Regions from separate parts of the Bombyx mori genome. Here region 2 is linked to region 1. Evidence: chromatin contacts called from public Hi-C data. All regions are on one chromosome and are shown on one strand. Each heading gives the region's core, a stretch centred on a gene start, on an enhancer-like site or on the middle of the called end of the contact. The rest is flanking DNA. Distances are from core to core; before and after follow the strand shown.

Region 1 (3,597 bases), core at 792-3,291:
CATTTGTTTTAACCATGTAAATGAAATATGTCATAATCTCCCTCTCGTTGACTGGTAATGATTTGAAGTGTTTCTGTACAGCCTGTAATAAAAAAATAACAATGATTTTAAAACAAAAGATGCAATAAAAAGTGTAAGACAACTGTAAATAACAATAACATCACGTAGAACAAAATAAAATAGGGAACTATGTGAGTGAATTTTTGTTGTTGTTGTTGTAGTATTAGAGTACCCTGCTGGTACTTAGGGCACTCACAAGTTGTCTCCACTTGAACCATTTTCATAATTGTTATTTTTTTAAAAAACAGCTTAATGCAACTACACATTTTATTTAAGGCCAGAATGTATGAGCTAATCATAGAGAATGATACAAAATTAGCCACAATATCTTTACAATTAGTCTGGCTTGTAGTGAAATAGTATTAAAATTACCTTTTCTTAATTAATGATTTAAAATACGAATTATTATTAATTTGTGAAAATTAGCACATATTTAGATAGTATTGTAAGTTTTGATAAAGTAAATAAAATAAAGTTAGCTATGGATATTAAAAAAAAAATTAAGACATTTAGACTTACAACTATTTTTACTGAGGAAAACATAGTTATAACTTACATCAGCCAACTGTGCCTTGTTCAGTCCTGGCCTTGTTGGCACCTTGTAGTGTCTTTTGTACCTCCTCAAGGTATTAACCTGTAATTGGAACCAGTCCACTTCTGGAGCATCATTTTCTGCTTCATTACTATCATCTTCTGAGTCTTTTGTTCTTCTCTGTTTTGTTCTGGCACACTGGATCATTGTTTTGTGATAATCACAAATGTATGTGTGTCTTGCCTGTAATATTGTATTTAGTTAGTGTATGGAGCTGAATGATGATATGTAATAATTTTGTTTTTTTTTGTCTACATTTTTTTTATTCAAATTAATGGAGATCTTTAAAAATCAATCACTAAAAAAACTATCTAAAACTTGCATTATAGATTTTAGTTTATGCTTTCTAAAAAAATAATGAATGTAATTGTGAAAATCAGCAGTAAATAAACATACCTGACCGTCTATATTAAGTTTGAGCCTCCTTAGCGCCACAGTTTTCTGTATACGCTTGCTGTACGAAGCGTTGCCCGCTGGTCGTCTGCAGCGGTCGCCGTCATCCACAAGGCAACATATTTGGTCAGAATTACCTCTAGAATCTTCTTCTCCTGTACTAAACCCGTTGTTCATTTGATACTCCCGTTGAATCATATATGATTAATAAATTAAACTTGCGTATTACACACCGCACCAGGCGACGGAAAATTGTCCAACGTATTCACAAAGGACTCACAATTGAGGTTATGATTTATGACAACACAGTTTGTTTTTACACTCGAAATCAATTAAAAACATGACAACTATTCGATATTGAGATGCTTTTAACAAGCCGAATGCCCAATCTGTCGGTTACTTTTAATCCACAGCACTTGTGCATGAAAACGTCTATAACACTAACAGTTGAAACGATGCAATATTCGGTAATTTTCGTTCTGATACTGTGAATCTAGATTTACAACATAGGAAAAGATTCTTGAATCTTTTTTTCTACAACAAGATATATTAATTTTGGTTCTTAATTTTGACTTGGTACTTTCTCGTACCGATCTAGCACTTCGCCATAATAAAATGAAGTGAACGAGTGAATTTCATTAATTTGTTTTAGACGAATGTTTTGTTCGTTCCTTCATTCACTCTTATGCGACTCGAACCAAAAACACGCAGTCAATATGAACTTATTTACTCGGAATAACGTTGAGATTGGCACAACCATGATCTTTTCTAAAAATGAAAACATTTCAAATTGTCAGCATGTAGTGGTAGTGAAATGACAACACAACTACATACATATCATAGTATAAACAAAAAATAAAGCTAGCACTAGCCGTAGGATTGGATAACATTTTGCGGGAAATATAAATTCAACGAATCAAATTGTTTTCTGACTGACGTCGCTGATCGTGTATTTATCTCGTAGAGAACGCGAAGACTGCCGAATACCCTGCGTAACAATAAGCGCTGAAATCGTGTGCTCGTTTGTATTGAGAATTTTAGTTGGTGAGTTCTATTATTATATTACCTAATCATTAAGTTAGACCATCAATTGTATAAATTAAATGCCAGCGAGAAATATTGCAAATTTGTTTTAATACAATATTTCTGAAATTATATTTATAGTCATACATTCTAATTTTGTAAGCAAATGGCTGCCGAGAGCGGAACTCCGAAGTAAGGTGACATATTCTATGGATACTTATATGTATATGGCATATGGCGTAGATATAGATTTGATGATTAAGCGTATGTACAACATCCTTGAGTATGTTTCTATATTATGTTAACATCAGCTTCATTTTGGAAAAAAATAATCTCCATTGTATATGTTTACGCGAGTTAAATCATAAATTAGTAAAAAATGCGTGTTCAGTTTGTTGTGTATTGACAAACTGTAAGATAAGCATTAAATTTAATGCAATGTACCTACACGTGACTTAGGATGTAAAATGATGGTAGAACAATACTTAGAAATTTATTTTATTGGAACAATAGAACGTTATAAATTACAATCACTTTAAATATACACTGCAACGAAGTCTTAATGTTTTGAAACATTTAATACTTAATAGGTATTATAGGTTTGTTTAAAAGAGGTGAGGCTTTTGAAAGATCGCGAATTTCTTATTTTAATTGACATCATACACATGCAAGTGAGCAAGCACTACGGTGAGTACGGTGAGCGCTAGGAATTTGTCACCATGATAAATTAACGTCAGCGCAATTTTATAACAAATGCATAACATTGCAACGATTTCGTACGGCACAATTCAGCGGATTATTTGTACGTTTTGGTGCATGGTGAGAATTCAGCTCTAATAAATGATATAGCAGCCAAGTATATATTTTTGTAATTACTTTTCAAAAGAGCTAGTTGTGGTAAATCAGCACTACATGCCAAAGTTTCCATTACAGACATGTTTTAAATGCCTTTATACGGAAATCTTTCACAAATGTGATTTCAAAAGAACTGCATTTCGTTTGTAGTAATGTAGGTATATACTTACAATGTTTTGCTTTGGGAATGCACAATTAATTTTTTTTAATGATTCCTACGAATCCAGTAACAGTTTAACACTCACATATTGGGCTATCCATTCGTATAGTGTGTCAATTTCCAATGCCATTACGTATGTTGCTACAGGATTTTTTTAAATCTAAAAGTGAGATCTCATTTTTTATATCGATAACTAAGGCCCACTTAGCCCAATATTAACAATCAATCCATATTTCCTGCCATCAGATGTCAAGCGACACGTCCGAATTTCTGAATGTCGAAAATAAGCAGTAAAATACGCTAAGTACACAATTTCAACATCAAATAGCAGTACTAGGTATTAATAAAGATGTTTTTATTTGCAATACCTCGAAAGTCTTGTGTGCTAAGTCGCGGTATTCCGTGGAGATTCAAAAATGATAAACCGATTTTTTTTGTTATATCTACAAATGAATTAGCGTTACTAATAATCGAATTGTCGATATGGAGCTTTAACACTAGAAGTCATCCCCTC
Region 2 (3,597 bases), core at 698-3,197, 760 kb before region 1:
ATGAATTATAGCTTTTCATGTACATCAGTTTCTTAAAGATATCTTCTATCTATCTTGGGGTATCTTCCCAGAATTATTTATATACAAAAAATATATTTGTTTGTGTAAATATAATTGTGATTGTAAAAATGTATTTTTAATAAAGTAATATTATATTAATATTATTATCTAATCTGTGAATAATATAAGCTTGGTTCTTCAAATTAGTAGACAAATGAGATTAAGCATAATGAAGATCATTTTAAGTTTTATAGAATATTAACTGTTTCACGCATTAATAAAAAAAGGATATTTAGAAATACTTATGTATAAAAAATACTCTGTTCAAATTCTACATGTTGCTCTTGTTTCATATTTTTAACACAATTATTGTTATTTTGCAGTATGCACTGATAAAAGGTAATATAATATTTTTGTAGACTGTTTTCACTGATATTCATTATTCTACTTAATCCAAATGACTATATTATTATTTTTATAAAATCTGTATATTAAAAGAAAATAAAACTTTAAATTGACTTGAAAAATATAAAAATGTGCTTAAAGTTTACATTCAATATTATGATAAAATAATGAATCAAATAATGTATCCAAAACCAAAATGAAAATTGCTTTTTGATACATAAGCTAGCTTAAGGGCCAGAGCCATTTTGTAAATTCTACAGAATCTTATGAAACAAACTGAGTCATTACTTACTGTAGGTACAACAATTCCACATTCTAGTATACTTCCAAATAGCTAATTCAAGTAAAAAAATATTAAGATTTAAATTACTCACTTCTTGTATACTCTGCAAAATGAATTGTTGATTCTCTTGTCTGACATGTGTCTTCTCCGATCTTCAAACAAGTCTTTAATAGCCGTCACACCTAACACAAACAACACAGGTAGCATAGCCACTTCCTTGCCAAATGCACTTATAGCTGGCACCCAGTTCAACAACACAATAAAAATAAAATACACATTTGCGATCCTATGAAACTGTTCAAATAAATTTTTTGGTAAAAATGACAGTAAGGTGTATTTAGTAGTCCTAATTTTATTGTTGCACCTATGTCCATTAGGATGGTCTTTTGGTGGTGTTTTATCTGGCACTAAATGGTTTGGTACTACAGTCATATGACAATTATCAATAACAGGCTGTTGTCTTCTCAACAACCAAAAGGCTGCACGCCGCCATGGGCCAACAACGGAAGTTCTTCTTATTGTGTATATGGAATCAGAGCGGGATGCTTGTCGTGAGTGATGAGCGCGTACAGATCCCAGTCTTGGTTGGGCACTTGCAGGTACTGGTTCGCGATGACCTGGTGGCAAGATGAAGTCTGTGCGGCTGCCAGTGCGACTGTGACCGGGTCCTGACCCGGCGCGTGGACCTTCGCCAATTTGACCATGAGACAAAGCTCGCTGATGACCTCTCAGTGCAGATTTTAAGGGCGGCCGGGCCGTGGTCGTATTCCCGGCTAGTATGGGAGTGCCACCATGGCTTATGGACCTCGAGTGTCCTTTTACTTTCGGAAATAGATATGTTTGTTCGGGTGCTCCTGGTAAACATGGCACCGTCGAGGGAGTCTCTCCGCTTCCTTCTGTTGACATTTTTATACATCTGTGATGGATGCCGCTCAATTATTCCTTTCATTTAAAACGTGACGCGTAATGTGATAGTAATGTTTATTGAAGAGTTATAAGAGAATTTGTCGATTGTCGAATGATTTGAAACATATGGTAAAGTCATCTGATCACTGATTCGCAAGAATAATATTCGTGTTACAGAGAGAACGTATCAATGGTGATGTATTCTGAACTGATAGTACATTACACATTGCTATATATTTCACATCGAAATACAAATATTGTTATTTCCACGAAGCAACGGCGCTTATCACGTACGCGAGAGAACAACTCAAAACAACTAAAAAAGTGACTGTAAGTGAGAGTAGCGAACTGACAGAATTGACACGAAGTTGACATTTTGACATGATTTTGTTTTATTTGATTGTCAATTGGATACGCGATGAGAGCAAAGCCTATACAGCCAAGTCTTGTGTAGTGGAGGATGAAGCCATCATTGCCATATGAATGGCAATTTACAATGTCCGTTCCCGTATCACCTACGCAGCTGCGACATGGTATCACCTCATCCCGCAGCTTACGCGGGTGAGGTTGCAGGCCCAGTAAAATCTGGCTCTACGCACGATAGTAGGAGCAGGCCGTTACGTCAGAAATGACGTAATAGCCCGGGATCTTTATGTGCAGTTGCTCGAGGAGTTCATTTGGAGGCTAGCTCGTAATATTTACGAGCGGGCTGACGGTGGACCCCACGAGCATGTCCACAATATAGCTCCCTTGCATGCCAGACCAACTGATGGTCGGGCGCAACCAAGGGAGCTACTGGCAACTTAACCGGAGTGTTAAGGGAGTGCTCATAATGAGTGTGGGAGCATGGGGATGGGACTGAGCTGTCCACATACGGGATCCGTGGTGGACCCCGGCCCTCTTCTTGCTGACTGTTGTTCCTGTTTGTATATAGTAGTTAGTAGTTAGTTTGTAGTTAGGTTTAGTTAGTTGTAAGGGCAAAAAAGAAAAGAAAAGAAAAGCAGAGTACAGCACCCCGGCGCCGCCGCGCTGGTGTGCTACGTCCACGGGCACCAATTCGACGCCTAACCAAGCCCATCGTATTATATATGTTTAAATAGATGTAAACTGCAACCGAGCACGCTAAGAACAGTCCCACCCTCATCACACCCTGCCCTGCGTTGCAGGGAGTTTCTGCCCGCCGGGGCAGATGGGTTTGCCCCGAGGCCCGCTCCGTGCCCTCTTAAGGGGGCACGAAGAACCCTTCTTATCTTATTGTGAATGGCAGTGAAATGGAGCAACTGGACCTAAGATGCAAATGAAATTGATATTGGAATGGAATTTTTGAATATTAAATTCAGTTACTGAATCAATTGTCAGTTTAAACGCAATGAAGTAAGACGTGTCATGTGCGTAAGAGGATGGCCCCAGTATTGTCTAGAAAAGAACAAATTTTTTATTTTTTTTATTGCTCGAAATAAAAAATAAAAAAAACAAGAATATCGCTGAAGAAATATTTATTGCTGTGCGGAATGTTAACAAATATGACATGAATATGAACATTATGAGTGATTTAGAACCAGCAAACTTCAGAAATCTTCTTTATATATAAAAAAGAATTGCTGTTCGTTAGTCTCGCTAAAACTCAAGAACGGCTGAACCGATTTGGTTATTTTTGGTCTTGAATTATTCGTGGAAGTCCAAAGAAGGTTTAATCTACCTTGATTTAAGAAAATGCTCGGAATTAAATAAAAATAACAATTTTGTTTTTCTTTTGATGTGTTCCCCTTCGGACGGATTCCTTTAGGTCTTTTATTTATCGATTGAGGCACTACGAAGTCTGCCGGGTCAGCTAGTTATCTTTAAATGGATTCGATCTCGTTTGACCTAATATTAGGCCTTGTGACACCGTTTATTAAAAAACAGGATACTATCCTACGATAGTCTATTATATATTTATTTTACAACTATTACATATCTAATCCTACGACAGTATAAGTCCAAAAGAAAGATTGGTTGTAACA

Evidence for each region. Hi-C and Micro-C count contacts between places; a contact is called where the count stands out from the background.
Region 2: a contact with region 1 is called in a Hi-C map of posterior silk gland, with 1.6 times the contacts expected there. The contact joins the promoter of LOC101740011 here to the promoter of LOC100862773 in region 1. A contact is called at or near these places in 2 of 7 Hi-C or Micro-C datasets (middle silk gland and posterior silk gland).

The regions. Positions count from the first base shown.
Region 1 is chr13:13,147,175-13,150,771 of ASM3026992v2, reverse strand. It overlaps LOC100862773 (HMGB protein), which reads left to right and starts at 2,041. Exons shown (of 7, transcript NM_001257000.1): 1 at 2,041-2,089. It overlaps LOC101741109 (histone deacetylase complex subunit SAP30 homolog), which reads right to left and starts at 1,936. Exons shown (of 3, transcript XM_004927722.5): 1 at 1,049-1,936; 2 at 617-835; 3 at 1-82. The coding sequence starts at 1,243.
Region 2 is chr13:13,906,618-13,910,214 of ASM3026992v2, reverse strand. LOC101740011 (phospholipid-transporting ATPase VD) reads right to left here and starts at 1,947. Exons shown (of 16, transcript XM_004927955.5): 1 at 780-1,947. The coding sequence starts at 1,594. LOC119629346 (a long non-coding RNA gene) reads left to right here. Exons shown (of 3, transcript XR_009974753.1): 3 at 1-535.